2 separate regions of the Salvelinus alpinus genome follow, and region 2 is linked to region 1. A link is a contact called in public Hi-C data. All regions are on one chromosome and are shown on one strand. Each heading gives the region's core, a stretch centred on a gene start, on an enhancer-like site or on the middle of the called end of the contact. The rest is flanking DNA. Distances are from core to core; before and after follow the strand shown.

Evidence for each region. Hi-C and Micro-C count contacts between places; a contact is called where the count stands out from the background.
Region 2: a Hi-C map of red muscle shows a contact between it and region 1, with 9 times the contacts expected there. The contact joins the promoter of wdr3 here to the promoter of LOC139538767 in region 1. A contact is called at or near these places in 2 of 3 Hi-C or Micro-C datasets (muscle and red muscle).

The regions. Positions count from the first base shown.
Region 1 is chr14:31,069,331-31,073,110 of SLU_Salpinus.1, forward strand. LOC139538767 (mannosyl-oligosaccharide 1,2-alpha-mannosidase IB-like) reads left to right here and starts at 2,420. Exons shown (of 15, transcript XM_071341178.1): 1 at 2,420-2,998; 2 at 3,325-3,381.
Region 2 is chr14:31,326,045-31,329,995 of SLU_Salpinus.1, forward strand. wdr3 (WD repeat domain 3) reads left to right here and starts at 2,611. Exons shown (of 25, transcript XM_071341185.1): 1 at 2,611-2,828; 2 at 2,946-3,023; 3 at 3,815-3,951. The coding sequence starts at 3,843.

The DNA of each region.
Region 1 (3,780 bases), core at 1,170-3,669:
CAAACATCACCACTCCAGTCCTGTTTGTAGAGCTCTCTTTATCTAGTACACCTGCCCGTAATGTCACATCACCTGGGACTCGTCATCTGTGTTCTTGGCACCGTAGGACGGCACAGAGACGCCCCATTACCTGGAACATCAGATATGGAGTAACCCTCACCAACCCCCTCCCCATGTTATCATCACTGGAACATACATTTGACAGATACCCTCTATGACGTAGCATGGGAGCCTATCCTCTTGCCCTGGCATAGATCCCCAGGGTGGTATGATGGTACTTTACTTTATTGACTGGATTTAAACCATCGTAATTCGCCATCCCGTTCACACGGCGCTCCAAAGCCAGATGCTGTTTCATTATGTTATGTTTACCTGCTGGAGTATGCCTTTTAATTTGCTGCACCAGGGCTTCATTGTTCTAAACCTTAATCTCCCTCACTGTCTCTTTCTTCCACTTGTCCTTTCTTTGTTTCTTTCTCCCTCGCCACTCTTTTTTCTCTCTCTAGAAGTGTTTGTAATGAGCACTTTGTCTTTGCTGCATTGTTTTGTTGGGCTTGAAGTTCACCATGAGTCCTCTCCAGGCCAATGATCCGTACCCCTCTGACATTGATAACAAGAGGTGCAGCGAAGCAAACGGCCCCCCTCCCTCCGGAACTTGATATGGCTTAAAAAGCGTCAGCCTTTTGTGTCAGCTCAGCATTTTTGTTTTGGAGTCTTTTTAGGCACAGAGCCAGCCACTCAAATGTACAGTTTGCGAGCGTGCGTGACACATGATGCATCTCCAAAGAGGACTCTACAGTGATTACGGCACACTCTGTGCCACAGCACCACACTACTAATTCACTCAGTAAGGGGTGTCACATAAATCCGCCCAGTGGCCCTGTGGTGCGGAGTGGGGCCTGAGCTAATGGCAACTCAAGGACCCACTGACTGACTTGGGCTCTGTCCCCCCACTCAGCAGGACGTGACTGCGTTTCAAGATGGATTTACCTTATAATGTGTCAAAAGATCTTCACTCCAGCCCCCCTCTGACATACTATAAAATGAGCAGACAAGACAACACAACCATTATCACAACTTATACATTATGTTTAAAGTCAAAGACTGAAGCAATATTTTCAGACTTGGTGTAAAAGTGGGCAGAAAACACATTTTGTCTGGGAGTCGGGGTCAAAAGTAGCACTCTGATTATAAACTGACAGACTGAAGATGATTAACTGTGCGCTGTTGCCCAATGGTAGGCAACAAGAGAGTGCATTTGCTAAGTGTATTTTATAGGATCTAGGATCACGTGCCACTAAATGTCTTTCTACACAATTACAATGTTGTTTTCGACACTTAAAAAAACATCCACTTTCCCATAATTCCCTTGCCCTTAACTGAAGGCCTTGCAAATAGTTTCCCTAGGCAGATGGGTTGTCTCCCACAATGTTAACAATGTTGCCCTAGGGCCCTAAGTCTGGAATTTCCGGGACTAGGCCAATGGTTCCCAACCTTTTTAGGTTACTGTACCACCAACTCAATTTCTCTGCCCGGAGTACCCCTGAAGTATTGAAGCTCATTCTTGCCATCATTTTAATTTTAATACTAAGTTAATATCAATTTTTTTTAAGTCAACCTTTCGAGATGGTAGAACATACATATAGGATATGTTTCATAATCTGTAGCATTGTGTGGCAATTTCCATCTATCCACGTTGCAGAGATCAGGAAAGCAGTGCCGCCGGCATTTGCCCCAACACTTTTGATTCAATTTGATAAAAAATATTGACACAAAAGGGTTGAAAACTCATGCACAATTAATCCGATCTTCAGTTTGATCAGCTGAAGGTAGCCTAGAGAAGCCTATGCTCTCTGATACCCTCTGGCCAAGGGAAACGAAGTGGTAACATCATGTATTCATAGCCTAAGCTATATATTTATACCCTAAAATAGGGCTATGTATTTGTGTTAAGAGAAAATGTGAATGTGATCAATTTTGGTTTATATTCAAACTTTGGTTGGCTAAGCTACCTAGACTTTATCAATCCAAAATGATTTACTGGAATGAATCAATCAACAGAAAAGTGATGACATACTGTGTGAGTAACTTTTAAATTACAGATGCAAAGGCCTACATGATGCAACCCTGCATAAAGCAAGCTCAGCCCTGTTAGTTATATTGTCCAATCGCAGTTGTTGTCTAGTTTTTTGTAAAACCATGATCAGCCATTGTGCATTGTAGTCTTTCACATGCAATACAAATATTTTTTTAATACAAGGACTAGCTACAAAGTACAGTCAGTGCTAAATCACACAGACATACACGTTGCAAAACGGACTTGCATATTTAAATAAATACAAATAAAACACGTTGCAAAAATACTTTTGTAATTAATAGACGCTCCCTACATGTACCAGGCTGGGTAGTCGATGTTCGAGATTGTGGGAGGAGCCGTCGTTCGTTGTAGAGTTGCAGCAGTATCAACATCCCTTGACAGAGGCTAGCTATTTAGATAGCTGTAGAGCTATCAAGAATGAAATGAGCAAAGGGAAAGCAAACTACAAAATGAAATCATAGATAGCGAGTTACCCGAATACATTTCGGAACACGGCTATTTGGAAACGGTGGACTAGGATGCATGTCTGTCACCGATTTACTCAAAGGCATTATTGAGGTGATGCAGCAGCGGCGAAATATCGTAACGGACTGCTTCAGGAGGATAGCTAGCCAGCTTGCTAACAGTAGCTAGCTAGCCAGATGCCTTTACAGAAAAAGGCGCAGTCTTTAGCAGGCCAACTATTTTCCTAACCTCAACATATCCGAGAAACGTAGTTAGCTAATATTACAATACAATATTGCGGGTGCACATATATGTGTTTAATCAGCTAGCTAAGTTAATGTTATTGCTTTTCTCCATTAGTAATTTAACTAGCTAGATGGCTAGCCAAGCCAGTCAATTCAGTGGATGAATTTGGTATTCTGTGGAGACGCTGCGCGATATCAGACGCAGGCCCGGGTGAGGAAGCTGATAAAATACAGTATATTGGGAATATTTATACAAATTAGCGAGACAAGACCGATTTTTAACCACATAATTTAACAGGAACATAAGTAGCTAGCTAGTTGTCATTTTAACACTTATTTTGCTACTATTGAAATGGTCCAGGGAGAATGTATGTATCTCTGTATTAGAACCTTGTCGATGATGCGACAATATCTGATTAAAATGTTTCACTATTTGAAAGCCTAATAACTGTCCTGTTAAATGAACTTACAATATGTGTTAGTTAGGCATTAACAAAATATTTCGAGTTGGTTTTGATTCTGTCGTTGTTTATTCAGCTCATAGTGTTCGGATCACAACCGAAGAACATGGATCAGAATGACAGAATTTGCACGGTAAGATTTGTTTCCTCCACAATTATGCTTATTAGATATGTTTAAGTGTGACTTTGCTTACAATTACTATTACACTATTATATTAGGTACTGCAATGGAAATATGTATCGCATTAGATTTCAGGGATATCACTGATAAGTGGAGGTGATGTGCATTGATGGTGTGATAGTATCACGCGCTCACGCAGGTGATTTTGCCATCATCTAGCTACGTATCACTATTTGATGTAACCTTTAGCCTGCCTACCTGAAAGTATCTTTCCCTTTTCAAACCGGGTTGACATAAAGGCCGACTCTCTGCCCACTTTCCTTGGAAACGTTTCCTTGTGCTTTATAATTGCGTTCAATGAATACAGTACATTCTGTATGGGCAGTTAATCCTTATGTACTAACAGATTGT
Region 2 (3,951 bases), core at 1,361-3,860, 260 kb after region 1:
CAATACTATACATATATTTTTGTATTAATACACAATACCCTATAATGACAAAGTGAAAACATGTTTTTAGAAATTTGTCCAAATTTGTTGAAAATGAAATAAAATAATATCTCATATATATATAGGTATTCACACCCCTGAGTCAATACTTCGTAGAAGCACCTTTGGCAGCAATTACAAATGTGAGTCTTTCTGGGTAAGTGTCTCAGGGCTTTCCACACCTGGATTCTACAACCTTTCCCAATTATTATTTAAAAATTCTTCAAGCTCTATCAAATTGATTGTTGATCATTGCTAGACAACCATTATCAGGTATTGCCGTAGATTTTCAAGTAGATTTAATGAATCCTATCACGTTCAACTATGTAACCATTGGCCTCATGGTGAAATCCCTGAGCGGTCTCCCTCCTCTCCGGCAACTAAGTTAGGAAGGATGCCTGTATCTTTGTAGTCACTGCGAGGCATTGGAAAAAAGAAAACCTCCCCGGTCTTTGTGATTGAATCTGTACGTGAAATGCACTGCTTGACTGAGGGACCTTACAGATAATTGTATGTGTTGTGGTATAGACATTATGTAGTCATTCAAAAATCATGTTAAACACTAGTTTGAGTCCATGCAACTTATGTGATTTTTTAGCACATTTTTATTCCTGAACTTATTTAGGCTTGCCATAACAAAGGGGTTGAATACTTATTGACTCAAGACATTTCATCTTTTAGTTTTTAATTAATTTGTAAAATTCAAGTGGTGTGAATACTTTCTGAAGGCATTGTATATCTGCCCTCTCACTGGCTAGAATCTCAGAGTTTCTAAACCCAGAGGTGCATCATTGCGAGACTAAAAGCCAATTTATGCTTGATCCGAAATGTGTTTGGAGGCTCCGTGTGGAGGGTGTGAAGCAATTGCGTAGTCTCAGTAGGCACACAGAGGCCAATTTATGCTTGATTTGAAAATATGGAATGGTGGGTGTGACGCAATTGCGGAGCCGCCGGGGGAATGCAGAGGCCAAATTGAGGTCCATACCGCATTTTATAACAATGCGCAGGGCTCCGTATAGCTCTGCATTGACATGATTGGTTGACGGTAGATGGGGTCGGGAGGTCCTGTATGAACACAAACTAACTTCCTTGACAACTTCCTTCACAACAGTGTGATTTGAGGGCCCATGACAAATATTTTCAGCCTCCTGAAGGGGAAGAAGCGTTGTTGTGTCCTCTTCACTAATTTATTGATGTGTGTGGACCATGATACTGTAGATCCTTAGTGATGTGGACACTGAGGAACTTGAAGCTCTCGACCCGTCGATGTGAACTAGAGCCCCGTCGATGTGAATGGGGGCGTGCTCGCCCCTCTGTTTCCTGTAGTCCACATTCAGCTCCTTTGTCTTGCTGACGTTGAGGGAGAGGTTGTTATCCTGGCACCACACTGCCAGATCTCTGACCTCCTCCCTATAGGCTGTCTCATCGTTGTCGGTGATCAGGCCGACCACCGGTGTCGTCGGCAAACTTAATGATGGTGTTGGAATCGTGAGCTGCCACGCAGTGGTGGGTGAACAGGGAGTTCAGGAGGGGACTAAGCATGCACCCCTGAGGGGGCCCCGTGTTAAGAGTCAATGTGGCAGATGTGTTGTTGCCTACCCTCACCACCTGGGGGGCGGCCCGTCAGGAAGTCCAGGATCTAGTTGCAGAGGGAGGGGTTCAGTCCCAGGGTCCTTAGCTTAGTGGTGAGCTTGGAGGACACTATGGTGTTGAACACTGAGCTGTAGTCAATGAACAGCATTCTCACATAGGTGTTCCTCTTGTCCAGGTGGGAAAGGGCAGTGTGGAGTGCAATAGAGATTGTGTCATCTGTGGATCTGTTGGGGCGGGATGCGATGTAGAGTGGGCCCAGGGTGTCTGGGATGATGGTGTTGATGTGAGCCATGACCAACCTTTCAAAGCATTTCATGGCTACAGATGTTGTAGGAAATTAGCTGTAACTGCAATTTTTTTCTCTCCGCCCCATGGCAAAATGTTTAGAATTGTAGAAAACTTGCTATTAACTCTATGGAAGCCCAATAATCCATCCCACCAAAACAGTCTGAAATTTCAAACAGCTCTTACACTAAACGTAATATTCACAATTTCACCGTTTTATTCCAACCTCATAGTGTGGAAATATAAAACACAGGAACATCACGTTTTTGATTACACTGGACTTTAAAACTGCAACATTTTCTCTATTCCACATGGCAAAATGTGTAGAATTGTAGGAAATTTACTTTAAAACTTTTCTCACCACCGTCACGAGCACTGAAATGTTTTACCGCGAGGTGAGAGGACCCCAAACCAAATCTTGCTTCATACTGTACTGTCTTGCTAGAATGGTCCCACCTGATCTCGCCTCCTCCCGCCTGTCTTCCATCTTTGAGGACATGTATTTCCATTGTTAGAGCGGTCACTCGACTATCTTGTCAATATGAAATAAAATCTTTGTTCACGACAAATAACACACCTATCCCTCCGTACAAGACACACACACACAAAATTTTACGGAATAATGGCTAGGGACTCACGATAAATCACAACATTTGTGTAATACGCATAGGCCAACGCCACTCAGAGGAGCGTTTGGAATTGTATGTAAATCCTCGAGAGAGTTTTATATATTGTCGGTAAATTTAGGCATTTAGATATGGTCAAATATATGGCTGAGGAGATATTTTCTGTAAATCAACAACACAATACCCATTATACAGACTAAAGTAATGGATACATATAAAAGTCCATGTGATTGATTGTTAGTTTCATATATTGCAGTTGAACACAACCATAAGTACAATACTCAGGTAACACTTTTTTTTTTTTTTTTTAATATACGCATTGTCGTATCTGCCTTTCTGCAATTTCAGAGACATCAATGTGTGCTATGTGTTTGTGTTCGACCAACTGTGTTTGATTAGTAGGGTCTTCCTCGTGTGCCTAGAAGTCAGAAAACATCACTGGCTGGATGCCTCAATCTAGGAATTAGCAACATTATTCAAGTAAGATTAACAATTGGGAAAAGTATACATCATAAATGTGTAAACGAAACGGTTATCAATCAGTCACAAAATATGTTTTGCTTGTTTTACTGTGTCATTTAGTTGGTTTTCACAATGCTATGGAACACCACGTGGGCCTAACAAAGCTAGCGACATAGCTAACCAGCTATTGCAGCGGGACTTGGCTATGGTCACTGGATCTCACAAAGTCTTCGAACAAATGCAGTTCTCAGAAATGATTTAGCTAGCTATTACAGTAGTACTAGTAACTGTTGTATACATTGTTTTGTATGTTGTAGCTGTAATGTAGCCTGGTCCCAGATCTGTGTGTGCTCTTGCCTAACGTTAACGCTACTCCTTTGCTGTCCTTGGCTATGGTCTCACATGGTCACTGGATCTCACCAAGTCTAACAAATGTAGTTGTCAGAATTGACTTAGCTAGCTAACTATTACAGTACTACTAGTAACTGTTGTATACATTGTTTTGTAGCTATAATGTAGCCTGGTCCCAGATCTCTTTGTGCTCTTGCCTGACGTTACTCCTTGTCAAGCTAAATAGGACAATTCCATAAGGAGTTTTTAGCAAGGGGCAGAAACAGATTGGCATCCTGGCTTGCTATAATGCACATTGTACACTTGTTTCACCGTTTAGCCTACATAATGCTGATGCACTTGCCCTTCTGTAATGCATTGAAGTCAGAAGGGCTAGCTGATGCTCCAGTTGTCATTCCTTGTCTGTTCTCCAATCCATCATCATATGATATTCATCATCACTGTCTCATCCTCCCTAGCCTGTGATATTGCCCTGATCTTGTGACCATGGGGTTGACCAAGCAGTACCTGCGCTATGCTGCCAGCGCCGTGTTCGGAGTAATTGGGAGTCAGAAGGCCAACATCGCCTTTGTCACCATGCGAGGAGGGGAGAGAG